Regions from separate parts of the Mus musculus genome. Here regions 2 and 3 are each linked to region 1. Evidence: chromatin contacts called from public Hi-C data. All regions are on one chromosome and are shown on one strand. The core of a region is the stretch at or near the end of the contact, and the rest is flanking DNA. Distances in the headings are between cores, read along the strand shown. Region 1 overlaps Ust (uronyl-2-sulfotransferase). Region 2 overlaps Ppil4 (peptidylprolyl isomerase (cyclophilin)-like 4). Region 3 has its middle 40 kb from the start of Gm24726.

The links. A called contact is a pair of places that touch in the nucleus more often than the background predicts.
Region 2: a contact with region 1 is called in a Hi-C map of bone marrow-derived macrophages, with 17 read pairs. The contact joins two enhancer-like sites. A contact is called at or near these places in 6 of 39 promoter capture datasets (the C10 cell line, the HPC-7 cell line, cranial neural crest and 3 more) and 1 of 484 Hi-C or Micro-C datasets (bone marrow-derived macrophages).
Region 3: a Hi-C map of bone marrow-derived macrophages shows a contact between it and region 1, with 21 read pairs. The contact joins two enhancer-like sites. A contact is called at or near these places in 1 of 15 datasets of contacts at CTCF or cohesin (the NIH/3T3 cell line) and 1 of 484 Hi-C or Micro-C datasets (bone marrow-derived macrophages).

What each region holds. Positions count from the first base shown.
Region 1 is chr10:8,274,358-8,279,313 of GRCm38.p6, reverse strand. All of the region lies in intron 5 of Ust (uronyl-2-sulfotransferase), which reads left to right. Among named protein-coding and RNA genes, the nearest start is that of 4930573G07Rik, 67 kb to the right of the region's middle. Within about 2 kb of position 2,008, at least 7 of the 459 cell types and tissues checked have an H3K27ac peak or open chromatin away from gene starts, as enhancers often do. A contact at or near this core is called in bone marrow-derived macrophages, where this site is marked.
Region 2 is chr10:7,807,233-7,812,188 of GRCm38.p6, reverse strand. It overlaps Ppil4 (peptidylprolyl isomerase (cyclophilin)-like 4), which reads right to left. Exons shown (of 13, transcript NM_026141.3): 10 at 4,807-4,918; 11 at 1,731-1,827. Among named protein-coding and RNA genes, the nearest start is that of Ppil4, 17 kb to the right of the region's middle. Within about 2 kb of position 1,993, at least 12 of the 459 cell types and tissues checked have an H3K27ac peak or open chromatin away from gene starts, as enhancers often do. A contact at or near this core is called in bone marrow-derived macrophages, where this site is marked.
Region 3 is chr10:7,885,657-7,890,612 of GRCm38.p6, reverse strand. No RefSeq gene overlaps it. Among named protein-coding and RNA genes, the nearest start is that of Gm24726, 40 kb to the right of the region's middle. Within about 2 kb of position 1,957, at least 18 of the 459 cell types and tissues checked have an H3K27ac peak or open chromatin away from gene starts, as enhancers often do. A contact at or near this core is called in bone marrow-derived macrophages, where this site is marked.

The sequences.
Region 1 (4,956 bases), core at 759-3,258:
CATAGATTTCTAGGAGATTCTTTTTTATTTCTAGCTAAAAGTATATTCTCAGCTAATGATTTTCTAACAATTATTCTAAGTTAAATCTATTTGTTTTCATTGACTTCTGTAGAGCAATGTCAAATATAATTGTGGCAAGAATGGGCTTCTTACCAAACTTAGATGATCCAAGTGAAAATGATATTCCGAGTTCTCAACTTCTGATCTTTGTCAGTTTTATTTTTCCTATTAAAGTGGAATATTTAGAATCCAGACTGTCAAGGACTTCATTGCACTAGAACTATGAACGGTATAAATCCCAATATCTGGGAGCCACGAAACTTAGGGGGGAAAGCTAAAGAGTGTTTTCTCGGAAACATGAACGTGAGCACTAACTCACCTCTGGTTGCTGTATCTCCTCTTTCCTCGCCTAGCAGGACTTTGCCAGGTTCACGTTGCCATGAATTCTGCCATCTAATCCTCTACAGGGAAGCTCCCAGACTCCTGCCTTCTGTGATAAACTCTGAAATGTGAATGCACACACATACACACACACACACACACACACACACACACACACACACACACACACACACACGCACGCACACGCACACGCACACAAACACACACACTTCTCTGGCTTATAACATAGCTATCCTTTTTATGATCCCCAGCTAGCTCTAGGGTGCCTGCCTTCTCTATTGCCTATGTGGACAAAGTGAGTTGAGCCCTACTGTGCTCCCTTGAGGTCCCAGGGTTGCTGCCTTCTTCCCATGGGTGGGATTTTTCTGGCAGTCTGTGCCTCCCAACCACATTTAATAAACTACAATAATAAATGCAGAATAGATTCATCACTCACAATTTTACAATTCAAAGGAAAGATGAAAAACAACTGCAGGCTGACCTTGGTCCACCTTCACTTTGATTTCAATTACAATCGAGATGATAATATGAACTGTCTGTCTCTGTGATCTTGGATAGATTCAGCCTCTTTCTGGTGCTGGGGCCCCCACATCTCTTCCGTTATTAAGCATTCTTTGATTTAATTGCTGTGTCTTTGTGTTTGGGGTGGGGGTTGCTGTGTATCCCAGGCTAGGCTCACACTTTCCCCCTGCCTCAGCCTCCCAGGTTCTCATATTTCAGGTATGTGTTCCACTGTGCCTGTCTGATCTCTTCCTGAGAACAGCAACAAAAGGCTGGAAAGGTCTCTGAAATAACCCTAAACATATCTGCCCCAGGAAAGGCGAGGACCCCTTGTTGGACCCTGCACATGAGGCATGCTCCATGAGTCCATTTAACCAGGGATGTGGAAGCAGATGAGTTGAGATTCCCCAGAGGGAAGTTGGCGCCTAGTTGGTGTGATTTCTCCGCAGTTTGGGACTTGAGAAGCCCAAGGGAGAGTTTGGAGAGTCCAGTGACCTCTACTGCCCGTGCTTCTCCCCAACCCTGAGTGGTCTACAGTGGACACTGCTAAGTTGGCCTAAGTGGCTGAAACCTCTCATTTGACTTCCTTTGAGGTAACATGCCTCTGACCCCTCAGCCTGCCATTTCCCCACTGTGCTGGTTAAATTTAGATGATTAATAGCATTAATTAGCTCATGTTTTTACCTTTATGTTAAAACTCCAGGTGTTGAAGCTGAGTGATCCTTTTCTTATTTAGATGATACTCTCTGTGGTCACAGTATGACATCTGTACTTCCATAGATACCTCAAACCCTCTTCTCCATGTATGCCCTGTATCCTGTAAGGATTTTCTGGAGTTTTATTCAAATTGCTTTGTCTTGGTTTTGTATAACAAAATGCCTATGATATTTAAAACTTCTGAATAATACCTATGTAACACGCAGCTGTAACTATCCCGGTTTTTAAAAGAAGTTCTTCATCTACCCAGTCAAACCTTAATTTCCCTTCAAACTGGCAATTGGTTTTCCTCTCCTTGTTTGGCTGGTGCCTCTCTAGCCACTAGGCTCTTAGTAGTAATCTAGACTTGTCCTGCTAGCCTGGGCAAGTACTAATCAGGCCCTACTTCTCACTTCCTCCTTTGAGAGGAGCCTTACTTATCTCTTAATTCTTGTGCCTTTGCCTCGTCCCTTTCTCTAGCCATGTGCTTTCCAGCCTCTGCATAGGCTCTCTCAGTCCCAGCATCCCGGGGTCCTTGGCTCTCTCCTCTGGCCTGTTTTGAGTCTAGACTACATCGAAGGTTGTATTGAGCACCTGTGTGGCTAATTTGATCTTCTCAGCAGCCCCAGAAAAAAGTGTTATGATCTTACCCCAGATGAGAAGCCTGGGACAGGGAAGATGACTCAGTGGGTTAAGTGCCTACTAGACAAGCATAAGCAGGACCTGATGCTCTAGTGCCCAAGTTAAAAGCCAGTGTGACTGCACACATCTGTAACCCCCATGCTGGAGATAGAGACAGGCAGATTCCACAGGCTTGGTTGCCAGCCAGCCTTGCTGAAATAGTGAGCTCTGGAGAGATCTTGTCTCAAAAAAATAAGGTGGAGAGCAACTGAAGACATTCCCATGTCAACCTCTGGTCTCCATACAAGCCCACAAGTGAGCTTGTCTAACACACACACACACACACACACACACACACACGAGCCTGATGCTCAAATAGGTTACCCACCTGCAGTTGAGTAGCATCCACTTGGTAATGACACTAGGAGGCAAACCAAGCACTGGCAGCCAGATTTCAGAAGCCATGTTCTCAACTGCCATGCTAACCTGCTTCTTCCCATCCTAGGAGACTCTGATTATTCTATTGGTCCTTCCCCAGCCTGACTGTCAGCTTTGAAGGCAGGCACCATCTTCACTGCCTAGTGTGCAGCCTCACATTACCTTCCCAGAGTTTAGAACTTAGGAAAATTTTAGGGTGTGCTGCTGCCTTTGGAAAGGGCATATCTGTCTGTCTGTCTGTCTCTGTCTTGAATTTCTTCAGCATCTGAAAATATGATCTGACACATGGTATAAATGTTCAAAGACCATTTGTAGAGTAGGTGGCTAAATGAGTATTTGAGTCACAGAAAACTATATCATCCTGTTAGCACAACCCTTCTCAAATTCTCTTTTGTATAATTTGCATAAATGGTTCTAGTTCGGGCATCTTAGTTACCTATAGTCTATTTATAGTGGCAACTAGTCTACTCATGTTAATAATTAAAAAAAAAAAAAACTCAAGAGTGGATAATTTGCGGCCATTTATTTTATCAGATCTGAAGACTAGATGTCCAAGGTCAAGGCATAGGCACATTTGGGGCGAACTGTTCTTTGCTTCCATAATGGTTCCTCTGGAAGAGATCATCACTGTGTCCTCCTCACCTGGTAGACAGCAGAGGGCAAGCAGCAGCAGGTTTCCTGCATTAGCCCAATGTGGTGGTTTGTATATGCTTGGCCCAGGGAGTGGCACTGTTTGGAAGTGTGGCCTTTTTGGAATAGGTATAGCCTTGTTGGAGGTGTGCCACTGTGGAAGTGGGCTTTAATACCCTCATCCTAGCTGCCTGGAAGTCACTATTCTGCTAGCAGTCTTTAGATAAAGATGTAGAACTCTCAGCTCCTCTTGTACCATGCCTGCCTGAATGCTGCCATGTTCCCACCTTAAAAATACTGGACTGAACCTCTGAACCTGTAAGCCATCTCCAATTAAAAGTTGTCCTTTATAAGACTTGCCTTGGCCATGGTGTCTGTTCACAGTAGTAAAACCCTAACTAAGACAGAAGTTGATACCAGGGACTGGGGTATTGCTGTGTTAGGCCTAACCATGCTTTTGTTTGGAAGAATGTGGATTTTGGAAGTTTGGGTTTGGAAAGTGGTAGAATGCTTTAAATGGAGCTTAATGGGCCATCCTAGTAGGAATATGGAAGACTTTGTTGCTGAGAATAATTTGAACTGTGCAGACCAGGCCCAAGAGATTTCTGAGAAGAATTTCCGTATATGGCATAGAGATATTTGTGGTATTTTGGTAAAGAATTTCACTGCTCTTTGCCATTGTCTGAAGTGTCTACCTGAGGCTAAGGTAAAGAGATTTATATTAATTGCATTGAGAAAGGAAGTCTCAAAAAAAAAAAAAAAAAAGCAGAGACTTTGTTCTCTGATTAAGTCTCATGAAGAACATTTTGCACAAGCATAGCAGCATAGCAAGCTGAAAGTTCTGCATCTTTATCTAAAGGCTGCTAGCAGAATACTGACTTCTAGGCAGCTAGGATGAGTTCTTAAAGCCCACTCCCACAGTGACACACCTCCAACAAAGCCACACCTACTCCAATAAGGCCACACCTTCAAATTCTGCCACTCCCTGGTCCAAGCATACAAACCATCACACCCAATCTCTTCTTAAAGCCCTACTCCCTCAATACTGTGTACACTGGCCACACCTGAATCTTGGGGCAGGGTATATCCACTGTGTAGGGGACAGGGGCTGGTGTGCTTTTTAGCATCCATTTAAGACTAACCTAGTGTTATTAGAGCTCTCATAACCCAGTCATCACTTACAAATTCCACCAGCTCTCAGTGTCATTACACTAGCAAGGAAGTATCAACATGTGACATGTGTTCCCTTGCAGGGGACAAACCATATTACACTGTAACAGTTGTGGCAATATCAGGGGTATTTATACCATAGACATCTGTAAAGCTATATAGATCAGGGCATTGTCTCTGTGTGTGCTTGTTCAGAAAGGGTGATTATAATGTGTTCCATTGAGTCCAAAGCCATGCTTTCAGCTCCATGTTAGACACAGTTGACTTTATGATCCTGTAATACAACACTTTTCCTAACCCTCCATTCTCTGAGTCTCTACAGCAGAACTAGCTGTGCCCTGTCTCTCTCCCACTGCTGTCACCATTCCTGTCCCCACCTCAAGGGAGAGCCTTTCAAGAGGGAGTGCTTATCTTATATAGGAAGGCCTGATTTCCATCCTACTCGATCAATATTTGCTACTGATGGTGATGTGAGTAAATCTCCTTGCCCTATTGGTA
Region 2 (4,956 bases), core at 744-3,243, 470 kb after region 1:
AATATGAGGAGTATGGAAGCCTAACATAAAAGTGCTATTGTAGCCGGGCGTGGTGGCGCACGCCTTTAATCCCAGCACTTGGGAGGCAGAGGCAGGCGGATTTCTGAGTTCGAGGCCAGCCTGGTCTACAGAGTGAGTTCCAGGACAGCCAAGGCTACACAGAGAAACCCTGTCTCGAAAAACCAAAAAAAAAAAAAAAAAAAGTGCTATTGTAGTTGAATCTGGGACTGAAGTCAACATGGCCATGTTCTTTAGGCCCAGAATGTAATGTCTGTCTTTATACACATACCCATAGTTTTCTGAATGATGAGGAAAAAAACAGTCCCAAGGGCTGGGGTATACCTCAATTAGTAGAGTAGTTGCCCAACATTCATTAAAACACTTTAATGCTACAAACTTAAAATTAATATAGTGAATTCCTTAAAATCAGAAGGCCTCTGTAAGCATCTTGACTTTATGCCCTTCGCTTCCTTGATTTGTCCTGTCCTTTCTAAGTGGTTAGGCCAAACTTACCTTCGATATGAAGGTAACATTTGCACATGCTCATCTATGCCTTTTGTGACTGTAAGCTTTAATCACATGCCTTCTAATGGCCTTTGTTAAAGTCCAGACTCAGCATGCTGGCTTGGCTGCCTGGAAAGCCTTAGGGTGATGCTGTCAGCACCCTTCAGACACATCCCAATACTTTGTGCAGCACAGACAGGCAACACACTTTAAATAAAGCACGACTATCTAAAGGCCAACCTGATACTCAACCTCCTTGATGAATACTTGGAGAAGACATGCCTATGTAACACAAAAGAGAGAACCTCTTTTCATCAACAGAAACTAGAAAACAAAGACACCTTTTACCAAAGATGATCACCAAAGAAATGACCTTTGCAATGTGTGGAGTGATAGATTTATAATGGGAAATCAGTCATAGTTGAGCAAACAGAAATGATGTAAGGCGAGCAGTATGCTTCATGGCTTTTTTCCTTGTCGCAACTTGGAAGAACCTGAATTGCATGGTCCAGTCTATAAATTTCTTTTAGATCCTATAAATGTCAACTCTTGTACTGAACTGGAAGGAGCCCTAGACAAAAATTTAGCAAAAAGATTTAGCAAATCCTTGTTGTTAAATGGCAATGTATTATACAGAAGAAAAAAAATCTAATCGTGTGACAGAGAACTACAAGATTTTGTTATCTAAATAAGGAAATTAAATAAAAGGGAATAAATATCAGGGGCTGGAGAGATGGCTCAGAGGTTAAGAGCACTGGCTACTCTTCCAGAGGTCCTGAGTAAAATTCCCAGCAATGACATGGTGGCTCACAACCATCTACAGTAGATCTGGTGCCCTCTTCTGTTACACCAGCATACATGTGGGCAGAACGTTGTAAATAGAGTAAATAAATAAAATCTTTAAAAAAGAGAGAGAGAGAGAATGAATAACACAAGGATATTCAATAGAAAGGAACTTAAAACATTAGTATATATAAAAGTAACACATTTACTTTTGAAGATCATTGAGAACAGTGGGTAAGTAAGTAAGGTATTTATTGTAAGAGTGGGAGATAAAATATTTAGGCCTAAGGTTTCTTTCAACTCTAACTTTCTTCATAATACATGGTATACTGAAAAAGTCAAGTCTATGGGAAACACTGACCAGCTGTGACAACAAAATGTCCCCCTCACAAATGACCTACAGAGGGGAGGCCAGCCAAGCATACGGTTCTTATAAAGGATACTCCTGTTTGGGCTTTACTTTTTCTTTCAGAACCAAATTGGCTGGTTTATCCTGTTCCTTTTCATACTCCTTGAAATCACTCTTGGTATATTTCCCACCTGTTTATTAAAAGAAATAAAAGAATTAGCATCCTATAATGGTACACTAACAATTTTATAAAACACAAAGGACTACTTATGAAAGCACACAGTGGGAGGTAGGGAAGGTGAGGAAGGCCTTAAACCCAAAGCCTGTCTCTGCTGTTACTCTGGTTCAAAGTGCATGTCCAGTTTTCTTTAGTTATATGCTGCCACCTAGTGACCTGGGTGAATATTACAACATCCAACTGAAAAAAACACTGTTCAAGCAAAGCCACCAAGTCCATGAACTCTACTGCATCAGCCAGCAGCTAACACTACTCCAAAGCAGACACCACCCACCACCAATAGGACTGTGATTATAACACGTAAAAAACACATCAAGAGGCTGGTCTGGGAAAGGGTATGGGCCTGGTAAGACTGGCGAGCCAAGCTGGGACAGGTTTCTCCTTCCACCACAAGAGAAGCCAACTCAGAGAGAAACAAAGCCTTGTTCCAACTGTGAACAAAAAAGCTCTCCTCATGAAACAGAGAAAGTTCAACTCCCTCTAAGCCGTGGGTTGGAAAGGAATGATTGATAAGTGAGAGCACTGAGGTGAGGCGCTGGTTCAGACTGCAGGGTGCACTGAACAAGTTTCCTCTGCAACACGGCCTCTGGCGAGGAAAGGCTGCTGTGAATGAACACTGTGGAGAAAGAACATCCCTCACAGACCAGGTATTTCTCTCTCTAGATTTTTTACAGACCTTAATAAAAAATATTGAAAAAAAATCAATACAGCCTACTACTTATTACCAAACAGCCCTGTTTATTTCTTATTTTGAAAGTGCAGTAAAGTCATGGGCAACAAACCATAAATGGTACAGAAAAGGTAATCGTGTGGCTGTAGTGACGGCTCCATGGTTAAGAACGAGGTCTTGCAGAGGACCTGGGTTCGCCTCCAAGTACCCATAACCATCTGTAACTCCAGTTCTAGGGGATCTAATGCTCTGGTCTCTGCTGGGACCAGGCATACACATGGTACACATACATATAGAGAAATAAAATATTCAGACACATAAAATAAGAGTGAATCTTTAAAATAAGAAAAACCAGTAATCTTAATTTTTCTGGTAAAATTTAGCATTACATGTGAATAACTACCAAGGGAAACCTTTTTTCTGTTGTTATTTTGTTGTTGTTTTTCTGAGACAGGGTCTTAACTATATAGCCAACTAGCCTGGAAGTGGCTATATAAAGAAAGCTGGCCTTCAACTCACAGAGATATGCCTGCCACTGCCTTCCCCATGCACAACCCTAAGTGAAGCCTTTTTAAAGCATTGTAAAATGATCTTTTTAAACTCAGCTAGAAATGCAGTTCAATGACAGGACGCGTTCAGCATCTGGGAGACCACTATTCTCAATCCTTAGCATACACACACGCACACACACAGTTAACAAGATACAAAGTTCATGACTAGCGTGGGGAGTTAACACTTACAGTCTCAGCACTCAGGAGGATATTAAGTTTGAGACCAAGCTAGACTCCATAGGAAAACTGTCTCACAGCCATTGAAGAACATTGAGCTCCATAGAGACAGCGGACAGGCACTGGGCAACTGCCTCACGGAGGAAAATCAACTAAACATGGGCAAAGGAGATCCTAAGAAGCTGAGAGGCCAAATGTCCTCAAATGCATTCTTTGTGCAAACATGCTGGGAGGAGCACAAGAAGAAGCACTCGGATGCTTCTGTCAACTTCTCAGAGTTCTCCAAGAAGTGCTCAGAGAGGTGGAAGACCATGTCTGCTAAAGAAAAGGGGAAATTTGAAGATATGGCAAAGGCTGGCAAGGCTCATTATGGAAGAGAAATGAAAACTTACACCGCCCAGCCCCAAAGGGAAGACCAAAAAGAAGTTCAAAGACCCCAATACACCCACGAGGCCTCCTCCAGCCTTCTTCTTGTTCTGTTCTGAGTACTGCCCCAAAATCAAAGGCGAGCATCCTGGCTTATCCACTGGTGATGTTGCAAAGACACTAGGAGCAATGTGGAACAACACTGCAGCGGATGACAAGCAGCCCTATGAGAAGAAGGCTGCCAAGATGAAGGAGAAGTACAAGAAGGATATTGCTGCCTACAGAGCTAAAGGAAAACCTGATGCAGCAAAAAGGGGGGTGGTCAAGGCTGAAAAGAGCAGGAAAAAGAAGGAAGAAGAAGATGAGGAGGATGAAGAGGACAATGAAGAGAGGGAAGAGGAAGATGAAGATGAAGAAGAAAAAGATGATGAATAAGTTGGTTCTAGTGCATAATGTTCTAGCATATAAGAGATCCAAACTTAAGCATGCCTCTACCAAGGACTTACATATAGGTATACAGCAACTGCTAGAAATGTCACACATACAGGGACAGCCTATGGAGAGCTCTGACAACAAATGATGATATACACATTCAATGGAAGACTAAGCAGCCTATGAAAAGAGGCCATATACTAGCACACAGATGCACAGTGAATGATCTCTGAAGACACATTATCAACGGGGGCTTCAAAATACTGAGCATATAGTCTGCATTCTGTGAACTCTACTTTTTTAAAAAGCATGCATGTTTACAAAGAATGGCTGTAGAAACAGGCAGCTGGTTACTTCTGGGAAGAGAAACAGTACAAGGAGTGGAAGAGAATTGCATATTACAACAAAAACAATAAACTTTTAAAAAGTTTGTATCTAAAAGAACCAAATCATCAAAGTCATTGATTATTTCATCAGTAGATGTCTTCAATAGGTAATTTAGATAACTTACAATATAAGCAAACATTAAAGATAAAGGTATTTTCATCCATCAACACATATATACATACACACATTCCAAATATCAGCTTTATAAAATCCTAAATGATCTGCAGTCTACTAACATTTCTCTTAATAGCACATAATTAAAGCGCACACACACACACACACACACACACACACACACACACACACTCCCAAAAGCAGAACATAGGTAAAAGAAGATAAACCAACATACCTTTTCCTTTCCATTTAACCTTTGCAACAGACTGGCTGAAATCCACATGTATCCTCCTGTCATCTATAAGCACATTATCCATTTTGAAGAATGCTTTCTCACAGTCTTCTTCCTATTAGTGATTATAAAAACTCAAGCGTGAATGTTTCA
Region 3 (4,956 bases), core at 708-3,207, 390 kb after region 1:
GCCAGGAAGAACGACGCTGCAACAGGATCCTTCTGTACACGTTTATTGGGAGAGCTTGATTGTAGAGGCGAAAAGACTTCGAGCCCAGAACTGGTGCTGCTTTTATAGGCCTAGGAGGGGCGTGTCTCACACCCGGATTGGTTATACACTAAGCCTCATTTGCATGTTCCTCATCTGATTGGCTACTCTCTCTCAGTACTTTACAGAACCTCATTATCATACCTCATTTGCATGTCTCACATCTGATTGGCTACTCTCTCTCAGTACCTTACAGAACCTCATTATCATACCTCATTTGCATGTCTCACATCTGATTGGTTATACTCTCAGTACCTTACAGAACCTCATTATCATGCCTGGGCCAGGCAGTGTCTTTGCAAAAAACTTTACTGCATATGTACACATTGGTTGTTTGTCCAATCTTATGCGTGGTGGCCAGCAGTAGTCAGTGCCACTCTGCAACGGCACATGTGGCTTCCCACAGTAACCCAATCACAAAAGAACACACAGGTTATGCACTCACTGATAAATGGATATTAGCCCAAAAGCTCCAAACAACCAGGATACAATTCAGAGACCACATGAAGCTCAATAAGAAGGAAGACCAAAGTGTGGGTGCTTCGGTCCTTCTTAGAAGGAGAACAAAATACTCACAGGAGCAATTATGGAAATAAAGTGTAGAGCAGAGACTGAAGGAAAGGCCACCCAGAAACTGTCCCACCTGGGGATTCATTCCATATACACTATGTGGTTGCCAAGAAGTGCATGCTGAAAGGAGCCTAATATGGCTGTCTCCTGAGAGGCTCTGCCACAGCCTTACAAATAGAGAGGCAGATGTTAGCAGCCAACCATTGTACTGAGCGTGGCATCCCTGATAGAGGAGTTAGAGAAAGGACTGAAGGAGTTGAAGGGGTTTGCAACCCCATAGGAAGAACAAGATCAACCAAGCAGACTCCCCAGAGCTCCCAGGGACTAAGCCATCAACAAAGGAGTACACATGGCTCCAGCTGCGAATGTAGCAGAGGATGGCCTTGTCAGGCATCAATGGGAGGAGAGGTCCTTGGTCCTATGAAGGCTGGATAGATGCCCCAGTATAGGGGAATTGAGGGTGGGGAGATGGGAGTGGGTGGGTGGAGGAACACCCTCATAGAAGCAGGGGGAGGGAGAATGTGATAGGGTATTTCCAGGAGGGAGGAAAACTGGGTAAGGGGATAACATTTGAAATGTAAATAAAGAAAATATCCAATTTAAAAAAGAAGAACTGCCATTGCAGATTTATTCAGAGTTTCAATATCTAGGGGGTAAGAGGCTGTGATACTAACTAAACACATAGTCACCTCCTGGGCTTAGCCCTCTTGGGCTAACCTTATGCCACCCACTTCGTGAGATCCCTTGTCTCTGAAGTGACAACTTTGAAAGTGCCATCTTAATGCAGCTGAGGTGGTACACACCTTTAATCCCTGCACTGGAGATAGAGAGGCAGGAAGATCAAGACTTCCAAGTCATCTTGGCTACTTAAGGAGTTGGAAGCCATGCTAGATTCCATGAAACTCTGTGTCAGAAAAGAACTCAAATTCAGAGACCAAGTACAGTTCCAAGTGTGTGTGTGTGTTTAATGGGGAAAAACAAAACAAACAAACAAACAACAGCAACAACAAACGGAAACCTGTTGTGAATTTTTCAGACTTCTGTCTTTTGTGCTGTAGAGACCCTGATGCTCAGAGCTAAATGCTCAAGAATTTAGTTTTAGTCGCTTTGGGTCTAGTTTTAGCTGGACACGGTTGCTGCTGTTGCTACTGTAGTTGAGGTAGGCTGGAAAGGGGCATAGGCAGGCTCAAAATCAGGGGTACCCCAGTACCCTGAGGGCTGGAAGCTTTGCCCCAGATCCTATATCGGCTGTCTCTTCCCCTGTGGTCTGCCTCCTTCCTCCTGCTTAAGTTGGAGGGAGTCCTGTAGCTGACATTACTTCTCGTTTCTCTCTCTTGCACTCTGTCTGTGTGCCCTCTAACAGGGAAGGGGGAGAATACAGCACCTCAAAAACATGATCACCTTCCACATTAAACTCAGCGATAGGGAGGAAATGATGTCTGCGCTCTTCCTCCAGACCCTGAGTCCTGGCTTCCCTGATACACTCCATGCTGTCTTCAGGCGGTGGCTTGGTATGTGGCCGGAGCCCCCGAACTGCTGACTAAACAGAACGGAAGTCAAGCAGGGGAAAATCCAAAAACAGCATAATTACAAGGGAACATTTTATGTTGAAAACATTGCTTGGCTGGAAAATTTGAAAGAGAAAAGCTTGAGCAAGTTCTCCGCAGTCCTGCCTCCAGAAACATAGTCTTACAAGGTTAGTTCTGTAATGGTCCGAAAGTGGAGGAGCGTTTCCCTCAGAGTGGCGGCTTTCCCTACTGAGGGGCCTCTCCAAAAGACAGCACCGGCTGACTCTAGGCAAAGGTCCCTGGAAAGAACTCAGTCCTCCACTGTACCTGCTGGGGAGTGAAGTTATCTATGTCCACACTCTACCTGTCAGGGCCATGCCAGAAGCCACAATGTGAACATCTAAACAGAACTGTTCCCTAGGCTGCACACGAATGAGGTTCTTCCTCTCCCACCTCACAGCGACACGAAGGCAAGTGAGCTTGAGTTAGACCATCCTTGCTCAACTTCACAAATCTGTAATGAGAACGATGCATGGTAACTAGAGCAGTCTAGATTCAAGCCTGGCAAAACAAAACAAAACAAAACAAAACAAAACAAAACAAAGCAAAGCAAAACAAAACAAAACACCCTTCTGGCCAGCGCAGAGACAGCCCGGAAACGAGGACAGCTCAGGAGACCTGTTTCCCACCGGTGGCTCCAGGTCTCCAACTTCAAGCTGCTCCCAATCTGTAACTGCTTTCTGCCCCAGTAATCTAAAGAAAGAAGGCAATATGCCTGGTATAAAGAGTTTCTCTGAGTCTAAACCGATGTCCTATGAGAGGCTTCTGTTTTTCAAGATTTTAATAGGCCCTCATCCACTAGAGACACCACCCAAAAGCAGAGAATCTGAATGGAAGGATCATATCTAGTGCACCCCTGTGTGCCAGCCTGAGTCCAGTTGGGGGAATGGCAGTCCAGATGGTGGTGGCACACATCTTTAATTCCAGCACTCCAGAGGCGGAGACGGAGGTGGGCAGACCTCTGAGTTTGAGGCCAGACTGGTCTACAGAGTGAGTTCTAGGAGTCAAAGCTACAGAGAGAAACCCTGTCTCAAAACAACAACAAAAGAATTAGGGAAATGGGACTGGAGAGAAGGCTCAGTGGTTTCGAGCACTTGCTGTTCCTGCAGAGGACTTGGGTTTAGTTCCCAGCATCCACATGGTAGTTCACAATCTCCAATTCCAGGGATCCAACCCCATCTTCCAGGTGGGAGCCCCAGGTATGTGTGTAGTGCACATACATAGACTCAGACAAAACACTCATACACATAAAAGTGAATCAATTAAAGAGTATTTTTTAAAGCAAGCTGTGAGAAGACCCTTTGAGAGGGGAAGCCCGGGCAGGGGTCCCCATGCTGCACCCCACCCCACCATTAGTGTGACGTTTTCTTGTTTTGGTTCTTTGAAATTACTGTGTAGTCTGAGCTGGCCTGGAGTTCATGGTAATCTCCCTGCCTCAGCTTTCCAAATGCTGCTATTACAGGTACAAGCTGCCATACTTGACTGGAAAAGGGTTTTGACAAGTCACCCAACCCGCATCTTTCCTGCCACCCTAATCTTTTCTTAGTATTGGCATACCGACACCTGCTTCCTTTTGACCGTTCAATGTGTGCACGCCATCATACTTCCATTTTTGTTAGCCCTTCTCACTGCCTTTCCCATCCTAGCCATTCCCATCTTTCTGGTCCCTTCTGCTCTCATGACACATAGGTTTCATGACTTCCCCTTGTCTCCCACTCCCTTTTCTTAAATCTCTTTCTCCTCCTCCTCATAGCGCCTTTTCTTCCTTCATGTCATATATACTTATATAAATACAAACACATATGCATGCATCATATGCATAAACATCCACCATATACACACACATACATATCTATGGGTGCTGGGAACCAAACTTGAGTCCTCTGGACAAACACTCCTTTTGTTGTTGTTGTTGTTTGCTGTTGTTGTTGTTGATGATGATATATGGGTGTTTTGCCTACATGTTTGTGAGCTACTTGTGTGCCTGGTGCCCACAGAGGCCAGAAGGGGCCTCTGGAACTTGACTTACAGACAGTTCTGGGCTGCTATGTGGGTGCTGGGAACGGAATGTGGATCCTCTTGGAAGAGCATCAGTGCTCCCAAGCACTGAGCCATCTCTGCAGTTTGCCCCGGTTTTACTCTTGTCCATGTGGATATCCAGTTTACTCCGCATGGCACACATCTCTGCTCTCCAGTGGTCTCTCTTGGCAAGATTAGGTGCCCAGAGGCGTGTGTGCTTGTGTCCATTGCTCGGCATATCTTCGTGTCCAAATCACATTACAAATAGAGATGAAGTGACAAGGCACAGACAGCACCCTGCACAGTGCTGCGACTCGGTGAGCATTCCAGAAGCTACAACAGGAAGGAGTTCGCCATGGTTCCGGCTACAGTTTTCTGTGTTCCGGTCTTCACTCCCTGCTTCCCGGCTCATTCCTGCATGGGGTATTTACTAAACACGCTCTCCTGATTCTCCCTCACACTGATTCTTCTCCTGTCTGGTAAAATTATGTCCCACCCTTTATCCGCTGCTCTGTCTTTGCTTTGCGTGGGAGAAGTGGCAGTCCCAAGGTGTTCTGGGTCAACTCAGTCCCAGTGTCCTATGATGCCACGGGACCACGGAAAGCGGCCAGCAGACCAGTGTGTAGCATGTAGCTTGATGCAGACTTACTGTCAGAAGCTCGTCCTGGGTGGCATCAAGACCAGACCATCCTCGGCAAATGAGCACAGAAATGTCAGCATG